Linked DNA regions of Mus musculus: region 1 is linked to region 2. Evidence: chromatin contacts called from public HiChIP or PLAC-seq data. All regions are on one chromosome and are shown on one strand. Each heading gives the region's core, a stretch centred on a gene start, on an enhancer-like site or on the middle of the called end of the contact. The rest is flanking DNA. Distances are from core to core; before and after follow the strand shown. Region 1 holds the start of Cd28 (CD28 antigen). Region 2 overlaps Abi2 (abl-interactor 2).

Region 1 (7,236 bases), core at 3,596-6,095, 300 kb before region 2:
AGTTGGTAAAGTATTTGCTGTGCAAGCAGGAGGAACTGAGTTCAATGACCAGAAGTCATATTTTAAAAACTAGCTGTGATGGCATCCACTTGTAATCCCAGTACCAGGGAGGCAGAGATAAGCACATCCCTAGTATTTAGTGGGCTGCCAACGAAGCCTACTAGGCAAGATCTCGAAACAGAGAGAATTCAAAAACCAAAAACAAACAAATAAGAAATGGTGGTCAGCACCACAGAAATGGAACCTGAGGCTGCCCTCTGCTTCCACACTCATGCACACATGCACCTGTAAATACACAAACACACAACAAAACACAAAGGTGAAAGGTTGAAAATTCAAACACCCGCCTAATTTCTCGACCAGTATCATTGTTACAATGAGGGGCATGTCAATAAATCAGATGTCTAGATGAACAGATGGATGATGAAGATACTTAAATGTTTTGATTATACATTATATGGTCAATTATGAGCCAACAACGTAATTCAGAAGCTGTGGAAAGGATTTCAAGATTAGATTAGAGACTAATGTGAACTATAAGTAATTCTGAATGACATCGGTAACCTGGTTACCTTGTCAACCAACATCCTAGAGATAATGATAATGGTGGCGGCGAGGAGATGATGGTAACCATGATGTGAAGATAAAGAAGCTCGAAGTTAAGCAAAAAGCTCTCCACCGACATGAAGTGTCTCTTACTCATGAAGATACAATTTGCATAATGATACAAAGGGGAAAAAAAAACATGGGACCAGTTACATTAGCAATAAATCACTAAAGGCAGAGAAAACACTCCCTTTCTGAGTCTCTGCCAAGAAACTGAGGACTTCTTGATCCCACCCAGCAAACCTCTCTTCTACAGCTTAAGGCTGTCAAACTGAGAGTCACAAGCAAAAAAAGAAACAAGAAAACCTACCTTGTGAATGCTTTCCCCTCACCCCTCAGGCCTTAATGCTCCCCACCCCAGCCTGCTCCCCCAGCTTCAGGGACTAATTGCCACTCACCAAGTCTCCTGATAAAAGCTCTGGGTATGTTGAGCATTTGTTGTTTTGGTCCTCTTCCTTGGTTGGTTAACTAGTTGATTGGGTGTGTGGGTGGGTGGTGGTCGAGCTATAACCACATCACTACCCAGAGAGTCCAAAGAAAGCCTCACCTGACTTAGAGAGCTGGACACCCCTCCAGTGAGTCACAAAAACACCCAGGTCATTTCTCTTCGAGTTTGACTAAACTCTCAACAGAAAAATTCAAACATCTGTGAATAAATTTCTTAAGGAAAAAAGCAAACTATAATTTAGCTGAGAGGAGAGGAGAAAAGGATTTATCCCTGTCAACCCGCCTGCTATGAGGTAATGGTGCTTTCTGGGAGTTCCTTGTCTTCTAGTCACGACAAGTGAACCCTGTTGTCCCCACCAATGCCTGTGAAGGTGAACAAAAAGAACAATGCTTTAGATGATAAACCACAAATGAAATTTGCTTCTGGAATCTTAGTGGCATAATTTTTTTCACTTGGTCAAGGTCAGCACACTGCCAACTAAGAAGTACTTGAAGGAAGATATCGACACACAACAGTCATGGTAATTACAGGGAATTTCTTCACTCGTGAAAATAGAAAAGGGGGTCATTAGATAGAAGAGTCCATATCTAAGGAAGGGAGGCAATGAGAGCCCTTCCCCCACCGCAAAAGTTTGCATGCCTGCTCTTCACAGCAACTCTCACAGATTCGTTTCTTCTGATCTGCCTGTGGCGATGACTCATTCTGCTTCTTGGAATTGATAAATCAATATTAATTTTAAAACTCCTTGCTATTAAAGTCTCTGCTAGATGGGTTGCCTTTAAAAGAGGGTAGTTGGGGGAGGGGACACTAAAAAGATAGTGTATTAATTAAGAGCATGGTAGTGAACCAAATTCTTAGCAAATCCTGTATTTTGGAAGTAGCTATCAGATGTACTTCAAATGCCAGAATGCCTGGTCAGTTTTTAACAATCAGAAGAGCTGGCCACGATGCATCAGAATCAGTGCAAAGGCAGCAGCCTGCAGATTACATCACATTCCTCCGCACTCATCTTTTCTTATCTTACTTTGCAAGCCCAGCCTCAGAGCGACACTTAACTGTGAGAAGCCAATTATTTTTCTGTGCATCTACCACAGAGGAAGTCATTTGCCAAAGATCGGGCAAGAATACAGTTTTTAATTACTCTACTTTGTAGATATGACTTTTTATTAAATGCCAATCATTTTTCCATGCCTCACTATGGAAAAGGAGTTCTGAGGGGAATGCAGAATCAGTGGAGAAGTCATTCATGTTCAACCTGGCCACTTGGGCATGCTCTATCCACTACGATTTGGGGAGAAATGAAAAGAAGTGCTCTCACGGAAAAGTAAACAGGTATTTCCTGAGTTTAGTCTCTAGACTACATGGTCAGTTTGCTGAAAAACTAACAAAAGGCTAGGATAGATAGATAGATAGATAGATAGATAGATAGATAGATAGATAGATAGATAGATAGATAGATAGATAACCAATGATGCATGTTATCTACCCACCCCCACTATCAACCACAAATGATTATTCTCTCAGGAACCTGCAGCTATGAGCTGGACTTACACTCCAAAACCCAACAGAATCCGGTCTTTTAAGATCTCAGGAGCACTATTATCCAACATGCATACAAAACATGTAACTTTAGCAGAAGAAGCATCTAAGGTACAGCTTCCTAACCCTTCCTGTATCAGACTTCTTTAATTGAGCCATAATGATCTTTCTGCTGTATCACTCAAGCCATGAGAATCAGGTTGCACTTAAGCATCATCAAGTAAGTGCATTAATGCATGCTGTGAACCAATGAGTCAAAATTATTCAATTAATGAATCTAAAGACCTGCCCCTAACACACAGGCACATTTTAATGCAGTTACATGTCTCATGTAGCCCAGGTTAGCCTCATACTTGTTATGTAGCCAAGGATAACTTTGATCATTCTGATTCTCCTGCCTCTACTGGATTATAGGAATGTGCTACCATGCCTGTTTTATGCTGTGCTGTGATCAAACCCAGGGTTTCATGTACGATAGATAAGTGCTATGCCAACTGTACTACATCCCCAGCCCAAGACAGTAACATTTGACCAGGGAGTTTCCTTGTGTGAGATGGTGGACATGAAGAGAGAAATGAAAAGCATACAAAAGGCTTCACATCCTTTTCCATGGGTCACACATCTTTGCATTTGCAATTATCTTCCTTTCCTTTTAACTTCTTTCTCTTCAGCTTCCTACCTCTACCCCATCCTACTTTTTCAATGGCTGCTTGGCATCAAATCCTAAGACGTAGTAGGAAAATGTATTGGTATCTATGAAGCAAAACCTATCTTAAGGTAAATAAAACTAACGACCTGCACACATGTGAACTTGCCAACTTCTCTTTTAGCTAACCCCTGTAAAGATTCTAAACAGTGAAACATACAAAGCTTTGAGTCCAACCCAAAAAGTTTCCAAAGAAAATACATGAGTTTATAACAAATGGCTGTCCACAGAGGGCATCAGAAAAGCATTCTGTGTAAAATCACTAATGTTGCATGACTTTCAACAAGGGTAAGGCTTTACTATCTAGTAAATTAAGGTGTCTTAAGTATTCCTTTAAAAGAAAGTTAAGATCCCTTAAACATGATATACAGAAACCTTTAAACATAAATTTTAAAGATTCTTTAGCTGTAAATATGTGTTGCCAAATACTGGAGACCTGCATCCTCTGGAGAAATTATTGAACATTCTCTTCAATAGATGGCCTCCTTCCAATGGTCTCTTCATTTGGAATGGAGTTTATGACAATAAATAGCTCTTACTCATGAGAACCAAAGGTTGTTTAGGGTAAGAACTTTCTAATTGATAAATATATAGCCTCCTTGCCATTGCTATTGGGAACTTGAAGGATTTTAACCTAAATAAACATATTTCAACCAACAGTAAAAGGAAACTTACTGGTGTCTATACCAGCTTTTGTGCTTACTTCAGGATTCTTCTTGGCACTCGCTGAATTCAGGTAGACATACTACTTACATGAACACCATGTTTACTGCTCAAGCCTGAACTAAGACCTCCACAATGTCTATTTCATTTTATCTCACAATGAAATTGAGGTGATGCTCATTTAGGGTCCCGTTTTACAGAGATTTAGGTAGTAAATCCTGCTCCAAACGCCACTAGGGAGAATTGAGATATGAGCCCAGGCAATCTAATCCAAGACCTCTAGAATTTACCTACTCTCTTACTTATCACAGTTTTATAGGATGTAAAAAGTAGAATCCTGACTGGGCGGTGGTGTCACATGCCTTTAATCCTTGTACTCAGGAGGCAGAGGCAGTTAAATCTCTGAATTCGAGGACAGCCTGGTCTACAAAGTGAGTTCCAGGACAGCCAGGGCTATACAGAGAAACCCTATCTCAAAACAAAACAATAAATAAAATTCTGAATATAAAAGTTCTTGGGACTAGTTGTTAAATAAAATGTTACTTCTTCCCAAAGAACTTGTGTTAAAGTTCTATTTGCTGTATTATGAGAATTAGCTAGTTTCTAAATAGTAGCTTGTCAAATTAGCACAAAACTCTAAATGCATTCAAGTTTCACAGGTCACTACAGTTTTAAAATAAACCATGCTGGTCATGAGAACACAAATGAAAACAGGGGGAAAAATGGTATCAAAATTGCTTACCTGTTACTTGAACTGAGAAGAAGTTGAGAGCCAAGAACAGCAGCCTGAGTGTCATTGTTCTGATGAGGGCCAGGGCTGCAGCCCCTCCTCTGTGAGCAAGGCAGAGTGTGGTGTGAACTGAAGTCACATCTGCCAAGGTCTATGACTCTCTGCCATCCAGGGCCACTTTACAGGGCACATGATCAAGGGACTCAAACCACAAGGCTTCGTGACTTTCACACAGGATATTACATTGTTTTTGATGACTTGACTTTTACTTCTTTTAGCAACCAGTCCTTTTTTTCTTTTTTCTTTTTTGGGAGGCGGGGGGGGGGGGTACTGAAGAGAGTGTCAGCCACCACCAGATAATGTGCTCAGGAGAGTCATGCTGATGAGCATCGGAGCTGTGAAATGTGGGCGCTTAGGGCCCAGCAACAACAAAAGCAGACAAACAAGGCATTCTAAAGAAGAGAGAAAAACCTCTCTCAGAAGACAAACTCTTACAGACGAATCCAAAATACAAGGCTGTGTGGGAAGCTGAGAGATTTCTATGCACGTGTTTAAATTCTGCATAAACGTTATGAGATTGAAGTTTGAAATAATCTTAAGGCGATCCTATGGAGTGTATGTATAACTCACTTCTACCAATTTTGAAAACCGCTTCCAAGTACACACTTGGCAAGCACCCAGGCATCTGAGCAGCTGCAGAAATTTCCAGAGCAAAGAGGAAGTCATAAAAACACCATATTTTCTTAGGGAAACAGGAGGTAAACGAAACACCCTTGCTACCTCATGTTCCCTATGTCCCTCAAAGAAACATTTCAAACAGCAGACCATTGGAAGATTCACCACAGAGACACCCGGGGCCTTTGTAACCAGCTCTCCACACCTCTCCCCAACTCCTGGGCCTTCTGTAGACAGGGCTAGCCCACCAGCATGGCCAGCTCCACATTCCTCTTCTAGAGCCATCCTGGATCCCCCTGGTCAGCATCTGTACTCAACAGCTTCCCTGATAGTCTGACTCTTATAGAAGCTATAATCATCGGAGTTTGTGGTTATATGTATCTCATACACATTAGCTTTCTCAAAACTTTCTTGGTGATTTTTTTTCTTTCTTTTCTGATAATCTGAGCTTTGTGAAACCAGCCTCATTTGTGATTTTGTGTATATTTAAAAGAATGATTTATATTTTTTATTCTGAATACAAAAGTGAGCTATATTGCATACGTAAAAAAATTTAGAAAAAAATATAAGCATAAAGTCAAGGTTTACCTATATTCTTACCGAATTATAAAAATACTTAATATTTGAGCCATTACTTTCCATGTTGTTTTGTTTATAGTTTTCAATAGATATGTTATCAATTGTTAATTTCTAAGGCATCCATATATGATATAAATATTTTTATTACATTTTAGCTGGTATATAAAACTTAAATATTAAACGTATCAGTCAAATACCATATGATGTTTTATAGGCATATATACATATTTTATTTTTCGAGACAGGGTTTCTTTGTGTAGTCCTGGCTGTCCTGGAACTCGCTCTGTAGATCAGGCTGGCCTCAAACTTGTAATCCTCTTGACACAACCTCTTAAATGCTAGTATTATAGATGTGGACCATAATACCCGATTCTACTCTCTGATTCTAGGCAATGAATGTTTTTTTGTTTTGTTTTGGTTTGTTTGTTTGTTTTTTTATCTTCAATTGGATGAAATTATGTGATACTTGTCTTTGTGTAGCTGACTTCTCTCTCAATGGCAGTATACAGAATAGAAAAAGATTTTCACAAAATTCACATCTGACAGAGGGCTAACATCCAAAATATTTAAAGAACTCAAGAAACTAGACATCAGCAAACTAAATAATTTAACTTTAAAATGGGATACAGGTCTAAGCAGAGAATTCTCAACAGAGGAATTTCAAATGGGTGAGAAACACTTAGAAATGGTCAGTGTCCTTAGCCATCCAGGAAATGCAAATCAAAACAACTTTTGAGATTCTGTGCTATGCCAGTCAGAATGGCTAAGATCAAAACCACAAGTGACAGCTCATGCAGGCCAGGATGCTTAACAAGGGAAACACTCTTTCATTGCTGGTGGGAGTGCAAACATGTATAACCACTTTGGAAATCAATATAGCAGTTTCTCAGAAAAGTGGGAATCTATCTACCTCAAGACTCAGCCTTACCACTCCTGAACATATATAACTAAAGGACACTCCAATCTACCATACTCATCTGTTAAAAAGATGACATCACGAAATTTGAAGGCAAATGAGAGGAACTAGAAAAAAATCATCCTGTGTGAGGTAACCCACAACCAGAAAGAATGTTTAAATGCTAAAAAACCATGTTGCATGGTATGTACTCAGTTATAAGTGGATATTAACTGTAAAGTAAAAGATAATCATGCTACAATCCACAGACCATAAGTAACAAGGAATGCTTAATGGAAAGAAGGAACAACACAGAATATTCCTGGAAAGTGGAAGTAGAATATATTTCCTAGGTGAGGATGAAAACAGGAGGGGTTGGATGGTGGAGGGCGGAT
Region 2 (7,161 bases), core at 256-2,755:
ATAAGTCTTTGGGTCAGAGAGAGCGGGCCCAACCAGAGCAAGCAGAGGTCCAAAAAAATTGAATTCTCAACAACCACATGAAGGCTCACAACCATCTGTACAGTGTACTCATATACATAAAATAAATAAATAAATCTTAAGAAAGAAAGCGAGAGCGAAAGAGCGAGAAAGGAAAGAGATTGAAGAAATAGTTTTTTAGAAACTGCTGGATTCTAACGCTCCTAAATTTACATTTCCAGTCCTTTGTTATCAAAATGATTCTCAAACCATGTCTTCCCCATTTCCAAGAAAATGCAGTTATAATACAAACATGAACCTCAAAGTACCAACTGAAGTACTCACCAAAGACATAAAACAAAATAACAAAGTAGAAAAAATAGCAAAGCCATTAAGATCAGCTGGATATGTGCAGACTTCCCAAAACCTTGCAGAGTGCTAGGGAAGAATTCTTTAAATATTTCATTAAGAAGAATCTGGGTTTAACAGCCAGCAAAACAGACAGACACACACACACACACATACACACTCACTAAGTTCAGTAACAAATTGAATTCAAATTCACAAAATAAAACCAAACAAATAACCACTAATGCTCTACCTGGAAAGACGCTTGGAGGAGACGGAGTAGGCACAGCAATGGGTACCCCCACACTACCACTTCCGCTGTTCTCCCGACTGCTGCTCCGACTACTTGGGTGACTTCCTCCACTGCTCCCACTGCTGCTGAAGGAGGAAGAGCCACCGAAGAATGAGTATGCAGAGCACAATACCAGGATTCCCGTGTATTTCTGAAACGGACATAGCTACAAGAAACATAATTCAAAAAGGCTTCCATTTCAAATAGGAATTCCTTAATAAATAAGGAGAAACTCTTGAGTTCAGTAAACTTGTTTTGATACCTATTTATAAAGTCTACCTTATAAAAAAAATTTAAGTAAATTCCCTATAAATGTAAGAGCAAACTGTTGGTGCTTACACATCAAAATAATACTACCTTTTATATCCTGGCCTGATACCCATCTAAAGAAGCTTTTAGTAAATTTTACTAAATTATTTTATTTCAGTTTGTAATGGCATGGTAATATACTAATATTTTATTATGAATAGTTTTTCATCTGTAAATTTCCAGCAAAAAATAACTTGCAATTTCTATTCCTGGTTAGTAATGGTTTTTATATTAACTTAAGTTTATCTCTGGGATGTCTTTTTTCACCTTCCTGGCTGTTCAAAGTTGCATCAGAACATGAGGAGAGAGAGGAAGAATCAGATGAGGTTTGGGAGAGCAGAGTGAGGAAAAGAACTTAGTGCTTGGAAATGAGAGAGATTAGCTGAAGTTATCTGAAGAGATCATGGTACTCTGACCATCGTGGTTTGCGCTGAGGTAGAGAAAATACCTGTAAGTTCGATTTCTTTGATTCACAGAAGCTGTCCTCACAGGGCTCTGCTGCGAGGGAGCCATATTACGGGTTGGGCTAGGTACGTAATCATTTGGTACCACTGGAGGACGCACTGGCTCCAGTGTTCGATAGGGGGAGTGCCGCCTACAAAAAGAAGAGCGTATGTATGGTGTGATTAATCAAGTCTCGGCACGCTAACTTCAGAGTTGCCAGTGACATACAATTTGTAAGCAGAAAGAGGAAATGTGGTTTAACCCAGCTATCAATTTGTCTTTCCTTCAGCATAACTCTTCTACCAGCAGAGAGAGTTCTGGTGAGTATGTAGTGTAAATTTCAGTCTCCAGCCTCATTCCTATGCTAATGGAATTTTGTTCATTTATTTGCAGAAAACACCAAGTTTTCCATTGTTTAGGCCAATGTTTTCTAGACTCTATTCTTTTCTTAGAAGAATTTGAATTACTTTAGGATCATGTTAAAATCTCCCAAATGCACTGGATGAATGCACTAATTATCTTCTTCTCCTCTCTCTCTCCCTAACCATAGATATTTAAAAATACAGATAACAAATCTAGATTTTGGGGGTCACAAATTCCACATGAAGATCAATACCAGCTGTAACTCATTCCCCTTTTTATACACTAAAGACACAGAAATTAAAGATTTATTGGTACTTAAAAATGCACTATTTAATTTCATTTTTTCTTTTTTACCTTTCTCCCTCAACTTCATCTTAATCTCTTTCTTCCTCAGTGTTCAGCATTGAAGAGAAACTTTAAAAGACTACCTAAGTCCTTCTATCTTAGTTAAACTATAAAACCCAAACTAGATTTTATTAAAAAATTGTTTTCCTTTTCCCAAATACTCCTTTCAAAGGAAGCAGATGGAAAAAAAAAAATCTGAAAGGAAAATAACAGGAGTAAGATGCTTCCTGGAGCGCTGGTTAGCATTCATTCAGTTCTTGTTAAGTGACCAAATCCTTTAAGACAATGGATATCTTGCAGATGAGATTACAACTTTAAAAGAATTTGGCATATCAAGGCATAAAATGTAAAAAAGCTTTCTTCCTTGCAGGAGGATGCTGCTCAACTGGCCCTTGTATTTCTCAGTGATTCAACTCCCCTTAAGGTTCCCAGAGTTTCTTTCCTTGGCCATTCAAGCTCACTCACAATAGCTCACTGATTTTGAACAAGATTTTTTTTTTTAATCTGAGACAGGGTTTCTCTGTGTAGCCCTGGCTGTCCTGGAACTCACTCTGTAGACCAGGCTGGCCTTCAACTCAGAGTTCCACCTCTTCCTGAGTGCTAGAACTAAAGGTGTGCACTACCACCACCCAGCACATAAGATCGTTTTTTTCAAAGGCACTGTTCATCCTACTTCTCTCAAGCACTGTTCAATAAACAAAATAACAATTCAAAATAAATACTATTGTGTCAAAAGGAAAGGGAAAGACCAGGACTTTGAACTTAAAATAGTTTTTTAAGTATTCAAGCAACAGCTGTGTGGTGGTGGCATAGCCTTGAATCCCAGCACTCAGGAGGCAGAGGCAGACAGCTCTCTCTGAGTTTGAGGCCAGACTGGTCTACAAAGAGAGCTCCAGGACAGCCAGGACTGTTACACAGAGAAATCCTGTCTTAAAAAACCAAAAACAACCATCTCTGAAATTAGAATGCACATATATAAACAAACTACAAATAATTTCATTTAAGTAAGTTATAATTTCTATATATGACATATAATACATATAATATGTTGGTATATGATATCTATATCAGGAAATAAATTTCTAAACTCTACTTTTTGACTATGTTTTCTGCACACAAAAATATTCCATTCTAACTTCACTACATGAGAACTATACAAAAAATAAAATAATAATGATACGAACAGGGTTAAGGGAGAAAACAATAACAACAACAACAACAACACAGGAGGAAGAGAATATAGTAACTAGAGAAAGACTAAAACAGCCCAGGACCATCAAATGGGCAATGGAGTTTAGCACTTCTGCTAATACCCAAAAAAATGCATTACTGGCACATGAATACATACATTCCAACAGAAACTTTAATTTTACCAGACACTGGATAACAGCCTTAACTTAAACCCTAACCAATTCCACTAGGTGGTCCACCCGAGGGAAACAAAGCCAAGGCCCCTCTGCTATTGCCACACTCCACAGCCATTTCATACCCTCTCAAGTCTAAACTTACTTGACCTGCTAGATTCTTTCCTCTTTGAGGGCAAAAAGATCATTTCAGATAAACTGAATTACCTAAACTGCCTAAACTGAATTACAGGCACAAACTTGGAATCCCAGCATTCCAAAACTTTAGGAAGGGTGGGATTGCATTATGTAGTGACAACCTGGCCTAAAAACAAATACAACAAATTCATTAATTAAAACCATTCTATTCCTGGTTGCATTTTTATGTTTTGTTTTCCACTGGTCAAATTGTGTCTTTCCAACATCAACTCACCTCTGTACCCTCTAAATTCAAATTGCTTTGACCAAGTTTTGAGGTGGGAAGTGCTTTTTACTTATTTGTTTAGGGTTTCCTTCTTGTGGTTTCTTGTCTTTTTCTTTCTCTCTCTCTCTTTTTTTCTTTTCTTTTTTTTTTTTTTTTTGAGAAAATATCACAAAGACATTCTGAAAGCATCATGTCTGATAATGTTTCTAAAAATCCAATCTGTAGTTCAATGACCCTAGAAAGTTGATAGAGGACAAAATACCATTCCCTTTACAGATTAAAAAAGCTAACTGCTGACAACCTGCCTAGAGGACCATAGAACATACAGTAGAGTTAAACCAGAAGTTCAGCCAACTGGCTTCTGGATTATACAACACCCACCTGAACTCGAACCTCAACCGTAAAGCTAGGATACGGTACAAGAAAAGCATCAGGCTTTCCTTCTGTCAATATCTGGAAAAGAGCTAACTCCAGAGCCCAAATCAAAACTCGGAAAAATATCATAACAAGTTAATCAGAATATTACAATCCACATAGCCTCTTGACTAAGCCTAATAAATTCAACTGTAATATAAACAGATCATTAAAACATTCAAGAAAAAGTTAGACTTCACTTTATAATTAACCACGACTTTAGGCTAGAATTTTGTCTTGATATCTTCACTACAAAAACTAATTTCTAAACAGCCACTTTTAAAGTACAAAGATATGCTTATCAGGAAAAGTTATACATAAAAGATAACATTACCAAGAAAATATTCTCTCTACAATTTACATAGAGGCTGCTATGTTTTTTAACACAATAGTATTTTTTCTGTTATTTTTCCATGGTTTCTCATTACTATATACTCACCCAAGTGTCCCCTTCCCTGACATAGGGGGACTTGGGGGCTTCTGAGTTGGAGGTGTCGTACGTGGCAATCCACCCATTTTCATATTCTGGGTACTCACCTAAAAAGATGTTGAAAAAAACACAACTTAACTTCGATGCAGTGAAATTAAGTGGCTTGTGGAAAATAAAGAGGGGCAGGTTTAAAAAAGAAAAAAAAAATTAGAGGCCATGCAATTTGTATGCAATTCCTACTCTACTATTCTACAGTTGTACTCAAAGGACTCTTCCTAATAGGATTTTTCAAATTATTTTAAACTTGTATGTGAAAAATTTATTTGCCATTAGGCCATCACACCAACAGATCACTGGTTAGACTATTTGATATTACATTCAGCTAAAATTGAATAGTATATTTATAAAAACTTTAGTGATAACAAAAAACTCAATTAGAAACAATAAGAAACAACAATTCTTTAGGGAATTGTTTTCTTTTCTTTGGATAACAAGTATATCATAAACAAAACAAATTTCCAACTAAAGATATGCAACTATGCATACACTCAGTTATAACTAAAAATAGAAAATACAGATGAATTATATGATATAGAGAGAAAAGTTCAGCCTTGCGAATCACTCTTACAATTCAGATTTAATATTCTCCTTATGAGGAAATCACCTACCTGAAAGCTACTAGCAGTTCAAGGCATTTTCCTAAGTATCTGAAACACAATGTTAGGGCTGAGGTAACACATCACTGAGAACACAAAGGCCACTGTCATTGTGTGACTTCTAGTGGGAATGACACTCAAGCCCAAACTGAAGGCTAGTTGAGGTGTGAAGCAGTGTAAAATAGTCCTAAGTCAGAGATGGACCATGACTGCGTTCGTAAATCTATTCCCAACTGAATTTTCAAATACAGAAAAGATGGATAATCTGAGACTAATGAGGTCATCTAAGGAATATGTCAATACTTGTAGAGAAACCCCTAAAAATCCAGTCATAAAAAATCAATAAGAAATACAGTGCAATGCAACTTCACATTGTTTGAGCCCAATAGGTTAAAATTCATAAAGGAGATTCATGCATGCTCTTTTTTAAGTCCCTATTATTTTGCATTGCCATCTTCACAACACACAGAAATAACCTCAAATTTCTCATACTATCTTCAGATATTAAAACACTATACTTACAACAATAAAGATGAAAATATTATACCACTGAAGTTGGAACAGATTTACAATTTTAATATATATTAATATACATTTATATAGTTATGAAGCCTTAGTCAGCCTGAAACTGACTATATAGATCAGGCTGGCCTTGAACTCACAGAGACCAGTCTGTCTCTGCTTCCCAAGTGTTAGGATTAAAGGCTGCACCACCATGCCTGGCCAATTTTAAAATATAAATTTTGTGAAAACAAATCTTAATTATGTCACATAGTACTAAAGCTGTCAAAATTAACTCTGACTTCAGTGGATTTTTTTTAAGTTCTAAAATAATAATTGTTAACTATCCTAAAAGCAAGAAATAAAATATCAAGCAATAAATTCTTCAAATGAATAGCCCAGTGAACAAGTTGTGTGTGATGTTAAAACGATCTTTAATGACAAATGATACCTTTGAAATATCATTATTTTTAAAGTAAAGCATTCATGTGTAATCCTTTTGCTGTTGCTTTTAAACAATAAATACAAACTATCAAGTAAGAAATAGATTATCCTTGCTATCTCCCTCTTAATAAACAGAGGGTATGGGAATTTTATCTTTAAAATATCAGAACACTTTCAAAGAATTAATTTACATTTGAAGAAAATTTTGTAAATAATCTGAGAAATAACCACCATAGCTTTAAAAACTGCATTATCTTGATTTAATGATACCACAAGATTTGGGTAGTAACCAAAGTCCTTTAAGCTCAACCTTAAACAACACAAAACCCAAAGTTACCGTAAGTGATGGGTAGAAATGAACCAAACACTAAACTACAGTTCAATTTGCTAGGAACAGGAAGGAGAGGAGCAAGAATAGAAAAGGAACAAAAGAAAATTTTATTCTATACATGGGACAGCTAAGATATTTGAAAATAACTTTCCAACTATAATTTATTTTCGATTTCAATTTGTACAGTGCTTTTATTTAAATTGCAGTACCTTCTTAAAGCCTTAGAATCTACATACAAAACAAAGCTCAAAGGGGGAAAAACAGTAAAATGGTCTATAAAAGGAATATATGGATATACATATATATATGTGTGTGTGTATACACATATACACACATACACATTTGCATATGTGTGTATATATGTGAGTCATGTTTAAAAGGAAGAACCATCCATCTCTAAAAAATTATTTTTAAAAAAATTTTTTAAAAAGTAGCAGAAGGGCTGGCGAGATGGCTCAGCAGGTAAGAGCACTGACTGTTCTTCCAAAGGTATGGAGTTCAATTCCCAGCAACCACATGG

What was found. HiChIP or PLAC-seq counts read pairs in DNA pulled down with a chosen protein or histone mark.
Region 1: an H3K4me3 HiChIP or PLAC-seq map of bone marrow-derived macrophages shows a contact between it and region 2, with 4 times the contacts expected there. The contact joins the promoter of Cd28 here to the enhancer-like site in region 2. A contact is called at or near these places in 1 of 15 datasets of contacts at CTCF or cohesin (CD8 T cells), 4 of 115 datasets of contacts at active chromatin or transcription factors (bone marrow-derived macrophages, effector CD8 T cells, large pre-B cells and 1 more) and 1 of 9 other capture datasets (adipose tissue).

What each region holds. Positions count from the first base shown.
Region 1 is chr1:60,743,997-60,751,232 of GRCm38.p6, reverse strand. Cd28 (CD28 antigen) reads right to left here and starts at 4,845. Exons shown (of 4, transcript NM_007642.4): 1 at 4,705-4,845. The coding sequence starts at 4,759.
Region 2 is chr1:60,441,640-60,448,800 of GRCm38.p6, reverse strand. It overlaps Abi2 (abl-interactor 2), which reads right to left. Exons shown (of 12, transcript NM_001198570.1): 5 at 4,719-4,816; 6 at 1,395-1,541; 7 at 599-723. Among named protein-coding and RNA genes, the nearest start is that of Abi2, 36 kb to the right of the region's middle. Within about 2 kb of position 1,505, at least 3 of the 459 cell types and tissues checked have an H3K27ac peak or open chromatin away from gene starts, as enhancers often do. A contact at or near this core is called in bone marrow-derived macrophages and memory CD8 T cells, where this site is marked.